Linked DNA regions of Mus musculus: region 1 is linked to region 2. A link is a contact called in public HiChIP or PLAC-seq data. All regions are on one chromosome and are shown on one strand. Each heading gives the region's core, a stretch centred on a gene start, on an enhancer-like site or on the middle of the called end of the contact. The rest is flanking DNA. Distances are from core to core; before and after follow the strand shown.

The links. HiChIP or PLAC-seq counts read pairs in DNA pulled down with a chosen protein or histone mark.
Region 1: an H3K4me3 HiChIP or PLAC-seq map of pro-B cells shows a contact between it and region 2, with 3 times the contacts expected there. The contact joins the promoter of Arl5b here to the enhancer-like site in region 2. A contact is called at or near these places in 3 of 39 promoter capture datasets (the C10 cell line, hippocampal neurons and pre-B cells), 1 of 484 Hi-C or Micro-C datasets (CD8 T cells) and 4 of 115 datasets of contacts at active chromatin or transcription factors (astrocytes, large pre-B cells, memory CD8 T cells and 1 more).

Annotation. Positions count from the first base shown.
Region 1 is chr2:15,051,181-15,057,283 of GRCm38.p6, forward strand. It overlaps Arl5b (ADP-ribosylation factor-like 5B), which reads left to right and starts at 4,140. Exons shown (of 6, transcript NM_029466.5): 1 at 4,140-4,394. The coding sequence starts at 4,349. It also overlaps a transcript of Nsun6 not described here.
Region 2 is chr2:14,126,560-14,132,924 of GRCm38.p6, forward strand. It overlaps Stam (signal transducing adaptor molecule (SH3 domain and ITAM motif) 1), which reads left to right. Exons shown (of 14, transcript NM_011484.3): 6 at 1,987-2,077; 7 at 2,420-2,612; 8 at 4,465-4,559. Among named protein-coding and RNA genes, the nearest start is that of Tmem236, 45 kb to the right of the region's middle. Within about 2 kb of position 4,307, at least 99 of the 459 cell types and tissues checked have an H3K27ac peak or open chromatin away from gene starts, as enhancers often do. A contact at or near this core is called in CD8 T cells, memory CD8 T cells and pro-B cells, where this site is marked.

The sequences.
Region 1 (6,103 bases), core at 2,890-5,389, 920 kb after region 2:
TAGATCTTTAAAGGGGTAGTATGGGCCCCCAAGCAGGGACCGGTGGGAGAAATAAATATGATGTGATATCATCATTTTAAGTTTGGTTATGACCTCATTTTATCTCTGAGGATTTTATTTCAGATTGATCTGGGGGACTGACTTAATTCTGGATTCTACACTTCTCCATTACAGGAAACTTCTTTTTCTTTCAATGCTTTTCTCTTGTATGAGTGTGTGTGTTTGTGTGTGTGAGTGTGTGTGTGTGTGTGTGTGTGCAGGTCCAGATGTACATATGTGCACATATATGTGGAAACCAGACATTGATGTGCACTCACAATTACTCGCAGCTTTCATTTTTGGGATAAGGTCTCTCACTGAATCTGGAGCTGGCTGACTTAACTGGATTGACTGACCGGCAGCAAGCTCAAGGGATCTGCACGTCATGTCTCTGCCTCCCCAGAGCAGGAATTACTGGCTCACACTCCTGGCTCAGCTGGATGATGACGACCATGATGATGATGATGATGAATCCAAGTGCTGGGCATCTAAAAATCAGGTCGTCGTGCTTTCATGGCAAGCACTTTACTAACTAGAATTTCTACTTAGTCCCATTCATTTCTTTAATTGTTTATTTTTGAAGACAAACATCCCTATTTAGCCCAGGCGCTTCTTGATTCACAATCCTACTGTCTCAACCTTGTGAGAGACAGAATTATAGGCATTTCTAACACCCACCCCCTCCTGATAATCTTAAGAGTTCTGTAAAGATAACGTAATATCTTTGCATATCCATTTAGCCACAAATCTAATCCTGTCAATACAATATTCAGCTTTTCTAATACAATTGGCCTCATCTGAGAAACTACAAATTAGAACTTACAGTGTTTGGAAAGCCAAATGAATGAATAAATGAATAGAATCTGGTTCAAAATGCTGCCAGAATTAAGCACACAAACGTTTGGACTGATTCATCATTAGTTCTATAAATTATAATCCACACCTTACTGGGATTTCCTCATTTCTCCTGCTGCTATTATGAAACACTAAGGACTAAACTCCCTGCAAGCCAGACCTCTCTGAAGACTTAGCAGTCCAGCTACTACAAGCCTAAATACCAGCTCTTTGGTCCTGAATGTGTACTTAACATTTGAGAAAGAAACAAAACAGTAAAGATTCTGAAAATAAAATGCTTTTAACTTTAGAATATGGGGCTTATCAGGTTGTTGAGTGAGTAACTTCTTAATTGTTAAGAATTTTACTAGAGATCTAGACTGCTGTGGTTCATATTCCAGTTCTTGCAGCCATGGGCAAATTATTAAAGTTCTTATATTTCATTTTTCGGATCCATTAAGTGGATATAATATTTCATACTTTATAGTGTTACTACAGACCAAACAAATTACATGAACTGACTTAAAGAGTGTAGGAAAAGGGCAACCTTCACTACGTGTTAAGATATGTTTATACCCATGTTGGAGGAATGGTTGTCAAGAGTCTTCACTCTGCAAGGAAGAACTAAGTGACCCAAATTCAAACAGATCAGGAGTTAACTCGTCTATGTAAGGGAGGAGTGCAGATTTCCGGGTTTTTAATGGGAGGTTATATAAATGTGTAATAGGCCTCGCCCTAAGTACAAGATTGTAACAAAAGGCAGGGTACATTGTTTATAAAGAGGAGAGGACCATGAGCATCGCACAAAATGGGTCAGCTTCAAAACCATCCTACAAAGGGTATTTTACAAACCACTGTGCCTTTCCTGGATCCAGGAAGACAGTAAGCATGTCTCCAAATGATAAGCACAAGGTGACAGCTTCCAAGCACCTGTTGGGAGACTCACTGGAGAAAACTCTGGGGAGGCTTGCTATGGTGATCCCAGAAGTACAGAGGAGAGAAAAAAGCCACACTGCTCACATATGAGCAGAGTCATAAACTTAAAGATATTTTGGTCTAGCAAAAATTATGAAGCTCAAGGTATTGTGTAACCTCTGTGAATTTTAAAACAACTTCATCAGAAATTTATCAATACATTCTTTTCTACTTTCAAGAATGATATTAAATTGTTTTCAACAATTAATCATCTACAGCATCTAAAAGTGTCTAATAGGATATTCCTGAATGAAATTATATTGATTTCTTCGACCATATGGCAGAAAAGAACTTCCGTATGGGCACTCAATCAACCCTGGTTCATCTGGAAATCAGCAAACTGGATTAAAATTGTAATTGACATGAAAATGTTTGATGTTTTTGAAGAGTGGCTTTTTTTCCTGAGCTGGCAGAACACACAGTTTCTTGAACTCTCTTTTTTTCAAGGCCTGTACAAACTGATCTAACTTAACTGATTAATAAGTTGAACTCAATGCCAAATATATCAAGTTTTTCCAAGTATCACCTGGTCAGTTTACATTGGTTCCTCCTAATCTATATAATTTTCCTTTTTTTAGGCCTTGTAAGTTAACATTTTACTTCCTTGAAACTTCAGTTTATTTTATACTAATTTAGTACTTATATTTTGTTGGAGACATTTTAATGGGATTCTACTTCACTGAAAGTTGTCATTTCATAATATTTTCACGAAGTTATTCTTATCTCATGAACTCAAACTATATTCATTTTCAAGTGGCACCATGATACACATCAATATTACCTCTTGTATACCAAAGGCAACACTGAAATTAGTCTCAACAAAACCTTAAAGGGATATTTAAAGAAAAAGTATTTAGTTTTTGAGCTACATTTAAGACGCTTATGCTCAGATTTTTCTATTTTCATTACATTTCTGACAAGCATTACATATATATGTATATATAATGTATTATATATATACATACATATATAGTCAATACACATGTACAGTATAAACAAGTTCCATTTTTTCCTAACATCAGTACATGCATCAGCATTTATTAGTTTAGGCAATATTCAACTGTATTTGTGAGCATCTATCATTTGTTTCAGTCAGAGTAAGTTTCTTTTCCTTCAGGTTAGCAAAACTTTCAAATTTCTAAATTCTAACCTGAAAAGGGCGTTAGAGAATCTTAAGTCGGCTTTTTAATAATGAGGCCAAAAGTAGAAATGATAAGTTTGCGCAACCACAAACTCATTCAAATTTGTAGTCCAACGGATGATCATTAAAGCTATGTTTGAACAGGATCAGTACAACTTTTCCTCTGTAGGAGAGGCTGGAGCTATGGTTTAGTATCAAGAAGTTGTTGTGATCTTGTACCCGAGTTTTCAAGTCTTCACTGTCCTTTGAAGTGTAGCACTAGCAGGGCATCTTTTTTTTGTTTGTTTTGTTTTTCGAGACAGGGTTTCTCTGTGTAGCCCTGGCTGTCCTGGAACTCACTCTGTAGAACAGGCTGGCCTTGAATTCAAGAAATCCGCGTGCTTCTGCCTCCCGAGTGCTGGGATTAAAGGTGTGCGCCACCACGCCCGGCCACTAGCAGGGCATCTTAAGCTATACTCATTTGTTTTATTTGGAATAGGTCATGGGACAGTTTACCTTGTTACAAGGTCAGGCTGGCAGGCTTCTTCTCTGGTTATGTGGGGCCCGCCAGGTGGCCTCAAGGACTAGTCTGGCCTATGAAGTTTCCAGTTTCAACTGGTAAGGATTTTGAGATTAACTACCACACCTAACGCTTGGCCAAACTGATGGCACTTTGATTTTAGAAACTTAACTGGACCCTGGCTACAGGCATTCCAGCACGCACGTCCCTATCAATTCCATTCAGAATTAAGAATCACGCTAGAATCCCAACACTGGGACAGGAACGGAAACCCACTCCTCCGCTTCAGTCAGAGGACCGCGCCAGCTGAGGTTCCTCAGGCGGTCAGCAGCGAGGGACGCGGTGGCCAGGCCTCGGGGATGACCGCTGCTCTGGACCTCAGTCCGCGTTTCTTCAGAGTGGCAGGAGAGGGAGCGCGCGCCGAGGAAATCCCCAGATCGGCCACACCCCGCCTCCGCAGACGCCAAGCCCGCCCACCATCCGCACACCGGAAGTGTACAGGGAGGACCCGCCACGTCCCAGGCGCCCGCTGACGTCAGCGCGCCGACGTCACGTGCCGACCTTCCGGCGATGGGTGGTCCCGGGCGTAGGTGGGGAGGCGGGGCGGGGGCGGGGCTCGTGGCCAGCCCAGGCTGTGCAGGGTAGGTGGGCGCAGACCGAGCGACTACGGGTCGGGGCTGGGCTCAGCGCGCTGCGAACAAAGGAGTCTGCGGCGGTTCCCGGCTCCGCGGAGGACCAAAGCTTCGCTGGACTCTTGAGGCTCCGCGGCTCCGGATCGGCTTCCCCTCGGTTCCACCGCGGGCGCCGCGGCACCTGCCGCCGAGTGCTGCCCAGGAAGTCTGTCCCGTCCGGGGCTCATGATGGGGCTGATCTTCGCTAAACTGTGGAGCCTTTTTTGTAACCAAGGTGAGGCCGGCGGGAGGGTGGACGCGGCGCTGGCAAGTCCAGATTGAGATCTGGATAGGGTTCGGGGTAGAACTCGGATCTGGGGACCCGGAGCCCGGGCAGGGGACGCACCCGATGGCCAGGAATCCCACGCGTGTGCAGCTTTTAGCCAACCAAGGTGAAAACATATTCCTGCAATCTGTTTGCGGGCCTTTCCGGTCTCAGCGAACCATCTTTTAGGTCTGATTAGCCCCAAGAAAGTGTCTCCCCGAGAACCCAAAACTTTCCGTTTGTTTAACACGAAACAGGAGTTTTGCACTGTTTACCTTCCTCTTGTCTATGCCAATGCACCTTCACGTTGTCTGACTTGGCTCTGATTTCTGTTCGTCAAGACTTAGAATGAGTGAGTATTCAGGTGCACGGGTTTCTGAAATTTTTACACATACACACAGCTTCCCCTCCTCCCCGTAGGCGTGAAAAAAAAAATCTAAATGCTCTCGGTTATGTGTAAGATGTTACGTGGCCGTAATTATTCTAGAACAGGTCATGAATTACCTAGAAGTTGTAAAACCTGTTCCGAGGCAGAATAAGCAATGCTGTCTTGAGAAGAGTCACTACTAGACAGAAAGGGGTCCAATGATAAAGTCTTCGTCTTTCTTGTAACAGAATGGTTTCTGAGTATTAAGACCAAATTTTGTTCCCATTTGTTTCATTTTGTAGGGCATGATTTATAAACTACTTTTGTTTTTATGAAGGTACCAAGTCTTTGCCATTATTAAGGTCCTTTGTTTTGTGGATTTAAACCGTGAAATCATTTTGAATGGCATTAATTCACTTGTTCTGAACGCTGATTTTTAAAAAGCCCCTTTCAAGCTTATGAATACATGCAAGCACACTGGCACATGTGTGTGTATGCAAGTACCACAGATAAATACTCCCTTTTAAGTGACTTTGGAGTGTCCAAACTGAAGCTCCCGGCGATGTTTCTCAGTAATGTCATGCACTATTTTTCAGCAACTTAACATTTTCTAATGATTGTAAAAGTACTATGTCAAGAACAATTTCAACATATAATTAAATATATATTGATTACACAATTAAATTTGTGTAAATAAAAATGAATTACGCAATATTACCTTTTATCAACCCCCCCCCCCCCACACACACACCTTAGCAATAAAAATGATCAGAGTGTTGGTTCTCCCTTTATAGTAGGTTATTGCTGCTATCCCTGTTCATTAGAGGATTCCGTATTCAGACTGGAATGGGGCTGGGGAGATGAAAAGGGCAGTCATTGAAGATGATGGAAGCCTTCATGTGCCCTGTGCCTGCCTTTACATAATTGTTTGGTTTTTCTAGAGCCATCTTAGAATTTCTTTATCTTTCCTGCTGAAATGTAGAGACAGGTGCTTGTATCACTGTGTTCTCTGTGCTCATGATTAATTTCTTCTAGTGGGAAAACCAGTCCTTCAGATTAGACCCAGTTAGCTACAGAGATCCAGAACAGAATCTGTGCTCATAGAACACTCAAGAGTTAGTGTAGGAAATTGTTTGCCGAAATGTGCAGACATTTGTAAGTGTGGACTGATGGTGCCAGGGAGTGATCCTTCTCAGGTGGTTTGCAGAAGCCTTTCAGGGTAAGGTGTACACAGACTCAATGAGGAATAGGAGTTTGGGTTGAATGTAGACAGAGTAGAATCCGGCATATTGGTGTAGGCAGATGAACTGCT
Region 2 (6,365 bases), core at 3,057-5,556:
TCCCACTGACTCACGCTGCAGTTGTGTTAGCACGTGATGTAGTGGTAAAGGACTAGCAGTACTGACCTAGTGAATGATAAGTATCTTGGTTAGCTAATGGCTCTCAACGGTACGAACTGAAGAGCGCAGAGCTTAGGAGCACCGTGCTTTTGACTTCTTTCTGAACTTGCCTCTCAGCTGGCAGGGTTTCTTCAAAGAATGTAAAGTATTAGCTTACCTGTGTTATGTTTAACAAGTAATAAAAAAATCATATAAGTAATAAAGGCTGTCTCTGACCAAGTTTATTTATAACTTGCAGACATGTATAGTAGTCATATCAGAATCTAAGATCTAACTAGGAATGGGTCAAAATTAAAAGATTTTTAAATTGTGTTTAAATGAAAATATGCCACTAAAGAAAAACTTGCTGGGTATCTGATAATGGATAATGCAGTAAGTGACAAATCACAACTGTATTTTGGTGACAGTTGACTGTTTGCCATGCACTACACTCAACATATATTTTACTCTTTGCTTATAATAGACACATTCCCTTAAGGAACATATAGTCTGGTGGGAAAAACAGTTCAATACAAAAAAACAGTTACAATAGAAGCTGAAATTTATGGTCTCTGTCAGCCATTGTACTGAGTAGTATATATGTGATTCTTATAATTTAACATTTCATTTCATTTCTTTTTTTTTTTCTATGTAGCCCCAGTGCTTACTCTGTTCATTTCACTTTTTAAATTGATTGGAATTTTTTTTATTGATTTGTAATCAAATCAGTGTTATATCATTTGCTATTTCATTTACTCCACGCCTCAACATGCCTTGTATTGTAGCTGTCATATGAATTGCCTTTATATACATTATGAATATAAATGTTATACTTCTGCTTTGAACCAAGAGTGATCCTCCTCATCTGGTTTTAGAAGCTGCACATGCTAACCCAGGCCTTTAACTATGTTAAGATATGAAAAATAGGTGCTCTTATGTATCCTGGCTTTATTGAAAAGTTGAGGCATGAACTTGGGACATGGTTAGGGACACCTGATAGCCAAAGGCTAGTATGTGAGAAGTGGAATTTGAATCCATGTTTTCCTGATCCTTAACTTAGAAGTTTAGTTGCCCATCCTATGCTCCCTTGTTACAAATCCTTGTTTAAGTACCAGAGATTAACAAGGGTGCTGAACTGAGGGCTTAGGCATGGTTCATGGAGAGCGTAATTTAATTTGTCAGCTACTTACTGACTGGCTGTTTAGACACAGCAGGAAACAATCACAAAGTGATGGACATAATGAACCAAGGGGAACACTGTAACCACAACAAATGCGGGCCATGCCTGCTCACAATCACTGTCAGCTTCTGGTCTGGAGACTGAAAAGGAGATTGGCAAAATAGGCTGCATTCTGATCTGCATTGATAATATGCAAATTCCAAGAGGCTACGAAGGCTAGGAGCTTTAGAAGCTTCTAATTCCAGACATGGGAATTAGCCCATGTTTTTATCTGCACATTGTTTTGCTTACAATATAATTAATCTTAAGCATTAACACACTGCCAAAGGTAGTTGTATTTTAGTTTATAAAATATGGTTTTAATACTATATTGTTATTTATAAATATTAGCACATATGTATTACTTTCTGCCTTTTGATCTGAAAGGAAACAGTAAAATACAACAATTTGTATTAAAACTTTCCAAAGCTGTTTTTAAACTAATTCTCTGATTTTCTCTTTTGGTTCTGGAATTTTTCTAAAGTTATAAAATAACTATTTTTGTTTTTTTTTTTTTTTCCTGTCTTGCATGATATTTTTAGTTTATTGTCTGTATTAATCTGGAGAAGTGCAGGTGTTCTGATGCTCCTTTGAAGTGGAAAGCCTTCCAGATTGGGTGTCTTTTCTTCTTGAGCACTCTGTAACAGAGGAATGAGGGCTCTTGTGAGATTTTAGGTTAGAGATGCATGCAGGGAGAATGACCTTCACACCTTTTCTCTGTGTGTTAGGCTGCAGAACAAGCAAAAGCAAGCCCAGCTCTCGTAGCCAAGGACCCTGGGACTGTGGCTACCAAAAAGGAAGAAGAAGATTTAGCCAAAGGTGAGTGAGTTTGCGAATTCTGGAATGGGAACGAAGAAGACAGGTCCTGACTGAGCGTTTACAGAAAAAAGAATTGTCTTCAGATAAAGTAGGGCCGCTTCATTTTTAATGGAGTCTTTCTGTTCTGTCACCTAGAGCAACTTTAATTGTACCTTTTCAGTTAAAATGACATACATTTTTTAAAAGTTCTTTTTATTTTTTTCAGTAATGAGTGAATGTATATAACTGCTAATGGTTTGTTATTATATGAGGGTATGCCTGTTATACTATTGGAAAATAATACTTCCAGTGTATTATTGGCTGTATTAACATTGGTGGTCTTTAAACTCTCACTGTTTGCAGCTATTGAGTTGTCCCTGAAGGAGCAAAGGCAGCAGTCAGCCCCCGTGTCCACGCTGTACCCCAGCACATCTAACCTCCTCACTAACCACCAGCACGAAGGCAGGAAAGTCCGCGCCGTGTACGATTTTGAAGCCGCTGAGGATAATGAGCTTACCTTTAAAGCTGGAGAAATCATTACAGTCCTTGATGACAGGTAACAGTTAGTTACACATTGAACACTCTCGTAAAAGTATATCCCTAATAACCTTGCTTTAATATCTTACTGAATGTCATTCCCAAACATAGTCAAAATATTGACAACATGTTTTAGATGATGGTTAACTTGCTGCCTCAAACTATACAGACTCATTTTGTAGTATAATTTCCCCCTAATTTATGTTACTTAAATAATTTTTATTTGTTTTAGAAACCTGTTTTGTTTTGCTCCATCCAATAATTTAAATTGTTAAATTGTTTAAAAGATTAAAGTTTTAGAAGATATGGTGGGTTTATTTGAAGAAGTTCATGATCTCTTGATAGTATCCATACAGAACCATATATCCATATAAAACATAATAATTTTTTGCTTATGGTATCATGGGAGAACTACGCAATATCAGTGTTTTTAGAGTTTACCCACATGATTTTGTATGTAAAGTGAATCATAAAGCATTAGAATTTGTAACTGCTTTTTAAAAATGAATTTGGATTGATAAAGGTTATTTTTATAAAAGACTTTAAATTTTATTGCTGTAGTCTTTTTAAATAGCCCAAATTTACTTATCCACATTCTGAGATTGAAAACTCCAAGCTCTGGCAGATTTGGAAAATGGTGAGGGCTCTTTCTGGTTGAGACACAGCTGTGTTCTTACCATGCTTTCACATGTAGCAGCAGGAGCAAAGAAGAGATCAGGACTCTTATAAGGTCACCAGTTCCATTGAAGAAAGTTCTGCCTTCATGAATTAGTCACCTTCCAAACTCCCCCTTCTGACACTGACAAGATTTCAGCACGTGGATTTTAGGAAGATAGACATTCAGACCATTAATATTTTCATAAAGCAGACAAACTGATGTAAAACTTGGGCTCGTTAGCTAGCATTGCAATGTGGTCATTAATTCTTTGGAAAAGTGTTGATTAAACACTTGCTGACTTTTTCCACGGAAGGCACGGGGACAGTTTTGTTTCAAGTTATATGCTATGGGTAGCGTGAGAGATCTCTTACATAGAAGCCCAGGTGACTCCTGACACTCAAGGCAGTACGCCTAAGGGCCTCTTTTGGGGAAAAGAGTCCATAGTTTTTGTTTGTTCTGTTTTTTGTGGTTTTGAAGTTGAGAATGATGCAAGCTTTGTTTACTTTTGAAAGATAATGCATCAGATCTGCACTTCTTCTAACATTCTGAAGGAAATAAACAATATTAAACATTTCTCATTGAAAATAAATAATACCCTGTTTGATTTGCTCTGATAACCAGTGTCAAAGCTGGAAAGGAGAAGTGTATAAGGCCCATGGCATTAACGGCTGAAATAGAGTATTTGATTCTGAGAAAATAAAACCCATGGCAGGGAAACTGCCTACAGTCAGGAGCTCAGTAGGGATTGGCATATGAAGGTTTACATATAAACATTACACGTGTGATTTGACAAACTGAAACATTTTTTAGGTTCTTATTTATGAGAACAGCAACAAAAGACAGACAACTAAAATCCACATTCGAAACTCTGCTGTATTGTTAGGAATCCATGCGAGACCATAATAGTACCAGGAAAGCATGGCGGATTATAATCGTTACACTGTTCCTAGCTTTTTATTGCTTCTCCGAAGATTTACTGACCTTGTGAGGGAAAGAACTGCAGCTATAAAAGCTTCTGTGGGTGAGGCTCACTTCCTGTTTGCCTTAGAACCTCACTAACGGATGGTGGGTGCCGCAGGAGCTCCTCACTCGCTGTTTGCGAGAAGAGACTGCTCTCTCCTTTACTGGATTGCGGTGATAGTGCAGGATAAATGCTAGGACTACAGAATAAGCCCTTCTTAATGATGAAACACTCTTTTCCTGTTTGTCACAGTGATCCCAACTGGTGGAAAGGTGAAACCCATCAAGGCGTGGGGCTTTTTCCTTCTAATTTTGTAACTGCAGATCTTACTGCTGAACCAGAAATGAGTAAGTACTTTTCAGTCTGTTGGTAGATGGTAGATTATCCATAATCTTGATGAAAGTTGAGTAAGCTCAACTTTATAGGGAAATGACTTAAGTGTTTTGCCTCTAGGTTTTTTTAACAATGAAATTCCAAGGTGCACATTATGGTGCGTGCTTGTAATCCCAACACTCCTGCAGTTCCAGGATATGAAGGAGTGGTGCTACACAGCCAAGTGATGGCTACTCAGAGCTACGCAATCACACTTTGTTTCTAAAAGTCAAATAAAGATCCTTACTAGAAATAATCTACGTCTGCCAGAATTTGTTCTCTCTCCTTCTGAATAGGTGCCATAAAAGGCACAAATACACGAAGCAGTCTTGTACTGTGAATTCTTTTCTCATCCCCGAGAAAGCGTGGCAAATGCAGTGCAGCATTACAGACTCTGTTTCCTGAGTGTTTCTGCTGTCCAGTCTTAGACTTTTCAGTACAGCCCGTAAACCACTTTATGGCCACACTCTGTCAGATTTGCAGAAACTAGGTAAAATCTTATATAATCAGTCACATAAAGACTTTTGTGTTTGATTTCAAACCTTGCTAAATTGAAAACAAAACAAATGTGATCGTAGAGAAGTAGTACTGGCAGCTGTAATGTAAGTAGGAGATAACATTGCCAGGGCCCTTTAATAGTGCTGTGTCCTGTCTCTAGAGTCTGTACATAGTTGTGCTGTGATAAATCTTCATATTAAGAATCATTTGACAAACGGGAAGTGTGGAAAGACTTCGGTTAGTGACTGAAAGGTTCAGGATCTTAAAAGAACTTTTATATATAAATTCCTAATCTGTGCTCATCTGCCAGGATCTCTCACTTTTTCTTTCTGTAAAATAGGTAGAAAGATTCAAAATTAGTTAAATGCCACAAGGTCTGTTATTCCTCTTTAGTTGACAAAAAATTTAAGGAAGAATCTTTGTTGTAGCTGTTTTGCACCTGGTACTGAATCTTAACCACAATATATACTGTATACATCTTCTTAGAATATATGGCGTGGACATGCATGTTAACAGTGAAGAAGAGCCTTTACTAGCAAGTCTGAAATTGTGGACCTTTAAAATGGTCCTTTCTCATTGCTACCAAGTTGTCCTATTTCACTTTTGTAGAGGTAGATCCTGATACCCATCTTTTTCTCTGTGTAGCCTTTGCTGTCCTGTAACTCACTCTGTAGACCAGGCTGACCTCTAACTCAGAAATCCGCCTGCCTCTGCCTCCTAAGTGCTGGGATTTTAAAGGTGTGTGTCACCACTGTCTGGCTAAGAATTTTGATACCCATCTTTTTAATTCAGTTCTCCATTGGTAAAACTAAAAAGTCATTGAAACTAAAAATTGCATAAACTTGGAGACTGGAGAGTTGCATCTGTGGGTAAGAACATATGCTGTTCTTCCAGACGACCCAAGTTTGTTTCCCATGCCCACATTGAATGGTTAATGGCTACCTGTAAGTCTGGGGATCTATTGCCTTTGCCCTTCTAGGGTCCCTGTAAGTGCATGCACATACACTGACACACACACGGACATGTATGCACACACACTGACACACACCGACATGTATGCATAGTCTTTTAAAAATAGATTTAAAAGCCTATATAGACATATTTGAATTACCATGCGTAATGTGTCATGTTTTTTAATAATCTGGTCTGCTAGAGGTTTTTTTCTTTTTGTATTTTGGGCTCTTTTCAGTGTCAGCTGTTGGCAAGCTTAGAACTTCTTTGGGCTTCTTTTCAAGATGAGAGCCAAGATCATATGTCTGATATGTAGCTATTTAAGTCTTTCT